Linked DNA regions of Danio rerio: region 1 is linked to region 2. A link is a contact called in public Micro-C data. All regions are on one chromosome and are shown on one strand. Each heading gives the region's core, a stretch centred on a gene start, on an enhancer-like site or on the middle of the called end of the contact. The rest is flanking DNA. Distances are from core to core; before and after follow the strand shown.

What was found. A called contact is a pair of places that touch in the nucleus more often than the background predicts.
Region 1: a Micro-C map of caudal fin shows a contact between it and region 2, with 5 times the contacts expected there. The contact joins two enhancer-like sites. A contact is called at or near these places in 2 of 18 Hi-C or Micro-C datasets (caudal fin and an unstated tissue).

What each region holds. Positions count from the first base shown.
Region 1 is chr13:5,831,888-5,835,560 of GRCz12tu, forward strand. The region is part of intron 1 of LOC141377107 (a long non-coding RNA gene); the gene reads left to right. Among named protein-coding and RNA genes, the nearest start is that of spred2b, 130 kb to the right of the region's middle. Within about 2 kb of position 1,329, at least 4 of the 62 cell types and tissues checked have an H3K27ac peak or open chromatin away from gene starts, as enhancers often do. A contact at or near this core is called in caudal fin, where this site is marked.
Region 2 is chr13:5,630,188-5,634,116 of GRCz12tu, forward strand. All of the region lies in intron 4 of LOC141377110 (a long non-coding RNA gene), which reads right to left. Among named protein-coding and RNA genes, the nearest start is that of meis1b, 51 kb to the left of the region's middle. Within about 2 kb of position 1,439, at least 16 of the 62 cell types and tissues checked have an H3K27ac peak or open chromatin away from gene starts, as enhancers often do. A contact at or near this core is called in caudal fin, where this site is marked.

The sequences.
Region 1 (3,673 bases), core at 79-2,578, 200 kb after region 2:
AGTAAACACAGGTGAGGAGAATTACATAAACTGTAAACATGATCCTATAAAAGAGAACTTGAGAATGTTACATTGCTATAATCTTTTATTTCAGTAATTTTTTACAGTACTTTATTTTATTATTTATTTTTCTTTTCATTTAATTGTATTTTATTTTAGTTTTTTATTTTATATTGTATTACTTTACTTTATTTATTTAATTGATATTAGTTTTAGTTTAGTTTCTGTTTTGTTTTTATTTTATATTGTATGGTTTTTTACTTTACTTTTTATTTCATTTTATCTTAGTTTTTTTTATTTTGGGTTGTTTATTTAATATGTTTTAGTTCAGTTTTTTACTGTACTTTATTTTATTATTTATTTATTTTTATATTCATTTAATTGTATTGTATTTTTGTTTAGCTTTTATTTTATATTGTGTTTTACTTTATTTATTTAATTATATATTATTATTATTAGTTTGGCATTTTACTTTATTTTATTTTATTTAGTTTACTTTTTGTTATATTGTAAATTAATTGATTGTATTTTTATTGAATTTATTTTAGTTTAGTTTATTCATATTGTATTTTACTTAATTTTATTTATTTGTGTAGTTTATATTTCAAATTTTATTTTACTTTATTTTTAATTTATTTCATTTTATTATTTATTTTACTTTATATTGCACCATTCCTTATACTATATTGTATTATAGTTTTTATTTTATTTTAGGTTTATTTAATTTTAGTTTAGTTTTTTTTATTTTACAGTACTTTATTTTAATATTTTGTTGTGTTTATTTTTATTTAATTGTATTTTAGTTACGTTTTATTTTATATTGTACTTTATTTTAATGAATTAATTATTATTATTAGTTTAGCATTTTACTTAATTTTATTTTATTTACTTTTTATGTTATACTGTATTTCACTTAATTGTTTTTTTATTGAATTTATTTTAGTTTAGTTTATTTTTTATATTGTATTTTTATTTATTTATTTGTGTAGTTTTTATTTTATAATGTATTGTTATTTTACTTAATTTTATTTTATCGTAGTTTTTATTTTATATTGTATTTTACTTTATTTCATGTTTTATTTTAGTTTAGGTTATTATTTAAATTTCATTTTAGTTTAGTTCTTGTTTTTTACTGTCCTGTACTTTATTTTATTTTTATTTAATTGTATTTTTGTTAAGTTTTTTATTTTATATTGTGTTTTACTTATTTAATTATTTTTTTAATATTATTATTTTGTTTTGCTTCATGTCCTGGCTGTTAGCAGGATCCAGCTCCACCTCAGTAAATTCACCCTGCGGGGCCCAACGCAGAGACATTCCATTCATGCCCCTGAACCCTGATAAACCCCTTCACCGGCAGGGAACAATGAATTCCCCAACGTCATCCATGTGTGCAGGTAAAACTCTCTGGGCTTTATGGTGGTAACCCATAAAATAAGTCGGCCTTTGAAGGTCCCAGTTGAACCAAAGGTGAATACAGTCATGACATCTACCCTAAAATATTAACAACTTACTCTGCCTGTTTTATTTCTAGAGGCTCAACTGACACCTGCCCATGACAGACGTCTTGAGAGTCAGTAAAGTTAATGACGAATAAAGTGTCAAAGAAGTAAACGTATATATTAACTCTTAGTATGTTTACATATAAATCTATTGCACTATGATTTTCTTAGGTAGATATTTTTTGTCTTGCTTCTAGTCCAAGTATCTTGGAAATCTTAATTCAAGGAACATTGTTTTAAACAAGCAAAACATATTGTTTTAAGAAATAATGACAAAATTTATAAAAAATAAAAATAAAAAAATACAATTATTAAGCTTGTTTTACAACACAATTATTTAGCTTGTTTTAAAAAAAAACATAATTTTGACATCACTTCTTAAAACAAGACAATATTTTGTGCCTGTCTAGAAAATGCTTCTTGATTTAAGATTTTTTCGATATATAGACTAGAAACAAGACTAAAATATATAAGTAAATATATAAAAATCAAAGTAATAATATACTTTGTATATCAAGTTCAAGTAATATTATATTAATTTTATGTTGGTTTAATGTACATTCACCGGCCACTTTATTAGGTACACTTTACTGGTACCCAGTTGAACCCCCTTTTGCCTTCCGAACTGCCTTAATCCTTCATGGCATAGATTCAACAAGGTACTGGAAATAACCCCTTAGAGATTTTGCTCCATATTGTCATGATAGCATCACGCAGTTGCTGCAGATTTGTCGGCTTCACGTCCATGATGCGAATCTCCCATTCCACCAAATCCCAAAGGTGCTCTATTGGATTGCGATATGGTGACTGTGGAGGCCATTTGAGTACAGTGAACTCATAGTTATGTTCAAGAAACCAGTCTGTGATGATTCACACTTTGTGACATGGTGTGTTATCCTGCTGGAAGAAGCCATCAGAAGATGGGTACACTGTGGTCATAAAGGGATGGACACGGTCAGCAACAATACTCAGGTAGGCTGTGGCGTTGACACGAGGCTCAATAAGCACTGAAGGGCCAAATTCTGACCATCCCAATGACACAGCAGAAAAAGCAGACCAGGCAACGTTTTTTCAATCTGCTGTTGTAAACTTTTGATAAGCCTGTGTAAATTGTAGCCTCAGTTTTCTGTTCTTAGCTGACAGGAGTGGCACCCGGTGTGGTCTTCTGTAGCCCATCCGCCTCAAGGCTGGATGTGTTGTGCATTCAAAGATGCTCTTCTGCATGCCTTGGATGTAACGAGTGCTTATTTGAGTCACTGTTGCCTTTCTATGAGCTCAAACCAGACTGGCCATTTTCCTCTGACCTCTGGCATCAACAAGGCATTTGCACCCACAGAACTGCACTGGATATTTTCTCCTTTTCGGACCATTCTCTGTAAACCCTAGAGATGGTTGTACATGAAAATCCCAGTAGATCAGCAGTTTCTGAAATAATCAGACCAGCCCGTCTGACACCAACAACCATACCACATTCAAAGTCACTTAAATATCCTTTCTTCCCCGATGCTTGGTTTGAACTGCAGCAGATCGTCTTGACCATGTCTACATGCCTAAATGCATTGAGTTGCTGCCATGTAATTGGCTGATTAGAAATTTGCATTAACGAGCAGTTGGACAGGTGTACCTATTAATGTGGCCGGTTAGTGTATGATATAAACAAACAAATAAATCTTTAATTTAACAATCTGTAACATCTTTTGATGTTCCATTTAATTTAATATGAAAGTTATCAAATATTTAATTACTAAATTTTATTTCAGATATTTTCAAAGTGATGTTTAACAAAACAAGGAAAATGTTCACATTCTTTCCTTACTATTTTTCTTCTCGAGAAATCTTTTTTTTTTCTTTTAGAATGGCTGTATAATAAATGACAAATAATAAAATAATAATAATATGTTTGTTTTTTTATGTAAAAACTGCTAAGATCAAATTTTTTTGTCTTAACTATAAACTGAATACTAGTATTTTGCTTAAAACAACATTAGTAAAATGCCACCCTAAATTAGAAATAAAAATAAATAAATAATACATTTATATATATATATATATATATATATATATATATATATATATATATATATATATATATATATATATATGTGTGTGTGTGTGTGTGTGTGTGTGTGTGTGTGTGTGTGTGTGTGTGTGTGTGTGTGTGTGTGTTGATA
Region 2 (3,929 bases), core at 189-2,688:
TGATCCTAAAGATCTGAGTGATCTGTTGGGTTTGTATTCAGTGAGCATATCTGTAATGTATTGAGCTCCTAGGCCATTTAGTGATTTATAGACCAGTAATAATACTTTAAAATCTATTCTGAATGTAACTGGGAGCCAGTGTAGAGACCTGAGGACAGGTTTGATGTGCTCTGATTTCCTGGTTCTGGTCAGAATCCTGGCCACAGCGTTCTGGATGAGCTGTAACTGTCTGACTGTCTTTTTGGGAAGACCCATGAGGAGGCCGTTACGGTAATCCACCCTTCTGCTGATAAAAGCATGAACAATTTTATATAAACAATTTTATATACACTATTTTTTTTCCTATATTGTGATTGTGCCAAATCTCAGCTTATTCATAATTCTTTCTCCTGTATTCAATATTTCACCTTAAACATAAGTAAAATATTTATTTACTTACTTACTTAAAATAATCTTTAAATAAGCAATTTTCCTGACATACTTAAATATGTGTATTAAAATGACTGAACTTTTTTTTTTTTTTTTAACCAGGGGACTTTTGTCCTGGATATTAAGTAATTTAAAATCAATTCAAATATAAATGATTACAAAGATTAAACTATTAAAAATGTTAATGAAAGTTACATTTACGAACTTTGCAAGGTTAAAAGATGTTGGAAGAAAATCAAGATCCCATAATGCAATTCGAGTACAGGAAAGATGGGAAATGCAGTATGGGAAATGGGTAAAAAAAAAGACAAAATACAGAAAACTGCTAATTTACAGATTTTTTTTTTACAGTGTAGTTAACCCTTTGCACGTTATGCTGAATACTAGTATCTTACAAAATAAGTAGAAAAACATTAGATCCCCATGGCAAAGACAAAACAAAATAGTTATTAAAAGTATCAGGTAAAAAAAAAACCTCTCCATTTAGCAACAATTGAAAAATATTTCAAAAGAGTCAACGTTGAACAGTAGGACTAATCATTTTGACTTTAACTGGACGCCTCGAGAGAAGAGTCTTGTTTCATAAATTTGGCTGTGATTTGTAGCTTCGCTGCTATCCGCGGTCGCCGTGTTGTAGTGTAAGCACAGCAAAGCGGAGCAGACTCAACCCGAGCGCAGAGGCTGGGTTTCTGCTGGCAAGGTGAGCACAAAGAGGCTCTTCTGTTCCTGCGGACCCATCCCGGGCCCCTGCCAGGGCACTTTGGCAGCTTGGCGCTTCCCTGGGGCCGAGCACCGGAGCCTGCCCAGTCTTGCCCTACCACAGCAGCTGCCAGTTCCTGGCCTCACACACACACACAGACTCTCTCGGTGGAAGATCCAGCACTTTCTCAACACACATTCAGTCTCTAACTCCTCAAATCTGAAAACTCTGTTTCCTGAGTCTGACACCACTAAGCCTCCCTTTGGCGAGGGCCTTTTTTTTTTCTCTTTCTCTCCTTTCCATGAACGTCATCTCTCTGCAGGAAATGATACCCCACATTCTTGACTGTTTGGCTCCAAACAGAACTGTGCAACAGACGGAGAAGCAGAGTACGAGGAGAGACCGTGTCTGGGAGAATTGTCTCTTTTTCATTATCTCAGCGTGCCACTCTGTATCTTCCACTCCTATTCACTGTTTCTCACACACAAACACACACACACATGCTCTATGGAGTTCCACAGGACTGTGAGAACATACTGTGTGTCAGCAGAATGTTTTGCATATAGAGAGAGCTAAGCTGTTAACAAAATAATTGTTAACACACACACAAACACACACACATGAATTATTACCCCCCCCCCCATTTTCTGTTTAATGGAGAGCAAATTTTTTCAGATTTTTTTTTTTTTTTTTTCATTTCTAAGCATACTAGTTTTAATAACTCATTTATAATAACGGATTTCTTTTATGTGTCATGATGACAGTAAATAATATTTTACTAGATATTCTTCAAGACACTTCTATACAGCTTAAAGTGACATTTAAATGATTAACTAGGTTAATTAGGTCAACTAGGCAGGTTAGGGTAATTTGGTAAATTATTGTATAACAATGGTTTGTTCTGTAGACAGTCGAAAAAAAAAATTAGCTTAAAGGGGCTAATAATTTGACCTTAGAATGGTTCATCAAAAAATTAATAACTGCCTTTATTCTAGCTCAAATAAAACGGATAAGTCTTTTTCCAGAAGAAAAAACATTATCAGACATACTGTGGAAATTTCCTTGCTCTGTTAAACATTATTTGGGAAATATTTAAAAAGGAATAAAAAATTCAAAGGGGGGCTAATAATTCTGACTTCAACTGTGTGTGTGTGTGTGTGTGTGTGTGTGTGTGTGTGTGTGTGTGTGTGTGCGTGCGTGCGCGTGTGTGTGTGTGTATATATAAACATTGCTGTTAAAATGTTTTGAAAAGCCTTTTTAAATATAAAAATATACACAAGGTAGAACTTTATAATAACTACACATTATGGACCATTTATTAAGGATTAGCATATAGTGCAATCATTAGCTATTAAGCATGAACTCTACATTAATAGACATTAGCAGGGCCAGACGAAATCTGCAGACGTTTTTTTGCTTTTTTTGTGGAGAATTTTGGTAAAAATATGCGGATTTCTGCGGAATTATTTTGGGAGTATCATAACTAAAACCTTAATATATGAAATAAAAAGTAATAAATTACTGAATAAAAACTGAATAAATTCAGAGTTACACATTTACTCAAGTAAATAAACAGAATTAATGATGGGCTAAAAATCTGCGGAAAATCTGCGGAATTCTGCACGTGCAGATTTCGTGTGGGCCTAGACATTAGTAAGCAGTTTATAACTGCAGATACAAATGCTGTATTATTGACTTGTAAGCACTTTTAAAATGTGCTTTCATAATTTGTGACTGATAAATTTTCATTACTAAATTACTAATTAATCGAGATTTTGGTTGTAGGGCAAATCGCCCAGCACTACCTGTAACCATTGACTTCCATAACGTCATGTTAACATTGTACCTCAACATACACCACCGTTGTGGGGACGCTGAATTTTGTTTGGAAATGAAAATTGGGTTGACGCCAGAACCCAAAGTCAGGTTGACATCAATTTCCAACTTTAATCAACCTAAAATCAATCAACTATCAACGTCTGATCATGCTACACCTTGTAGTGTGGACGTTACCACTATCTTTCAGACGTTTGGTTTGGTCACTTTCCAACACAACCTAAAATCAACCAAATATCAACATACTTTGACATCGTTATTGGACATCAAAATAATGTTGTTCTTAGACGCTGATCACCTGACATCATGACCAAAATCTAACCTAATATCAACGTCTTATGATGTTTTGTGCCTGCTGGGTAACATACAGATGATGTCTATGTGTACATGTTTAATGAAGTGTATTTGTGTATTAAGTGTGTGTGTAGTCCTTGAATGTGTTGATCCCTTTAAGTTCAAATAATTCACATTAAAGTGTACAAATCAAGTAGTGTTTTAAACTACTGAGCTTAAGAAGGGGTCTTTGGTCATTACGCTTTTACAATGCGAACACCTACTGAGTGAAAATAAACATATCATTAGCAGATACAACAACCAATCTGAGTACCAAGCATCCCAGAATGCATCAGGTATGAGGGAGAGAGAGAGAGAGAGAGAGAGAGTTGGCAGCTGCAAGACTTACATTTGAGGACATCTGTGTGTGTGGGTGATGTGTGTAAACACTCGGGCGAGGGTGAGTCTGCTCTAACAGTGTCAATAAAGGGACATCTCTATTGGGCTGCTCTGTTATGCACTTGCTAAACAGCTTTCTGGCAAAAGGCGATGCAGATTCCTCAGTGATGTCTCATGGACAGAAAGCTTCAGTGCGGCGTTATAGGCTACAATTAAAAATCTAAATTCGAATCAGATGATAAAGAAATGGATTTGCTTTTCATTGTGCGTCCACAAAAGAAATTTGTGGCTG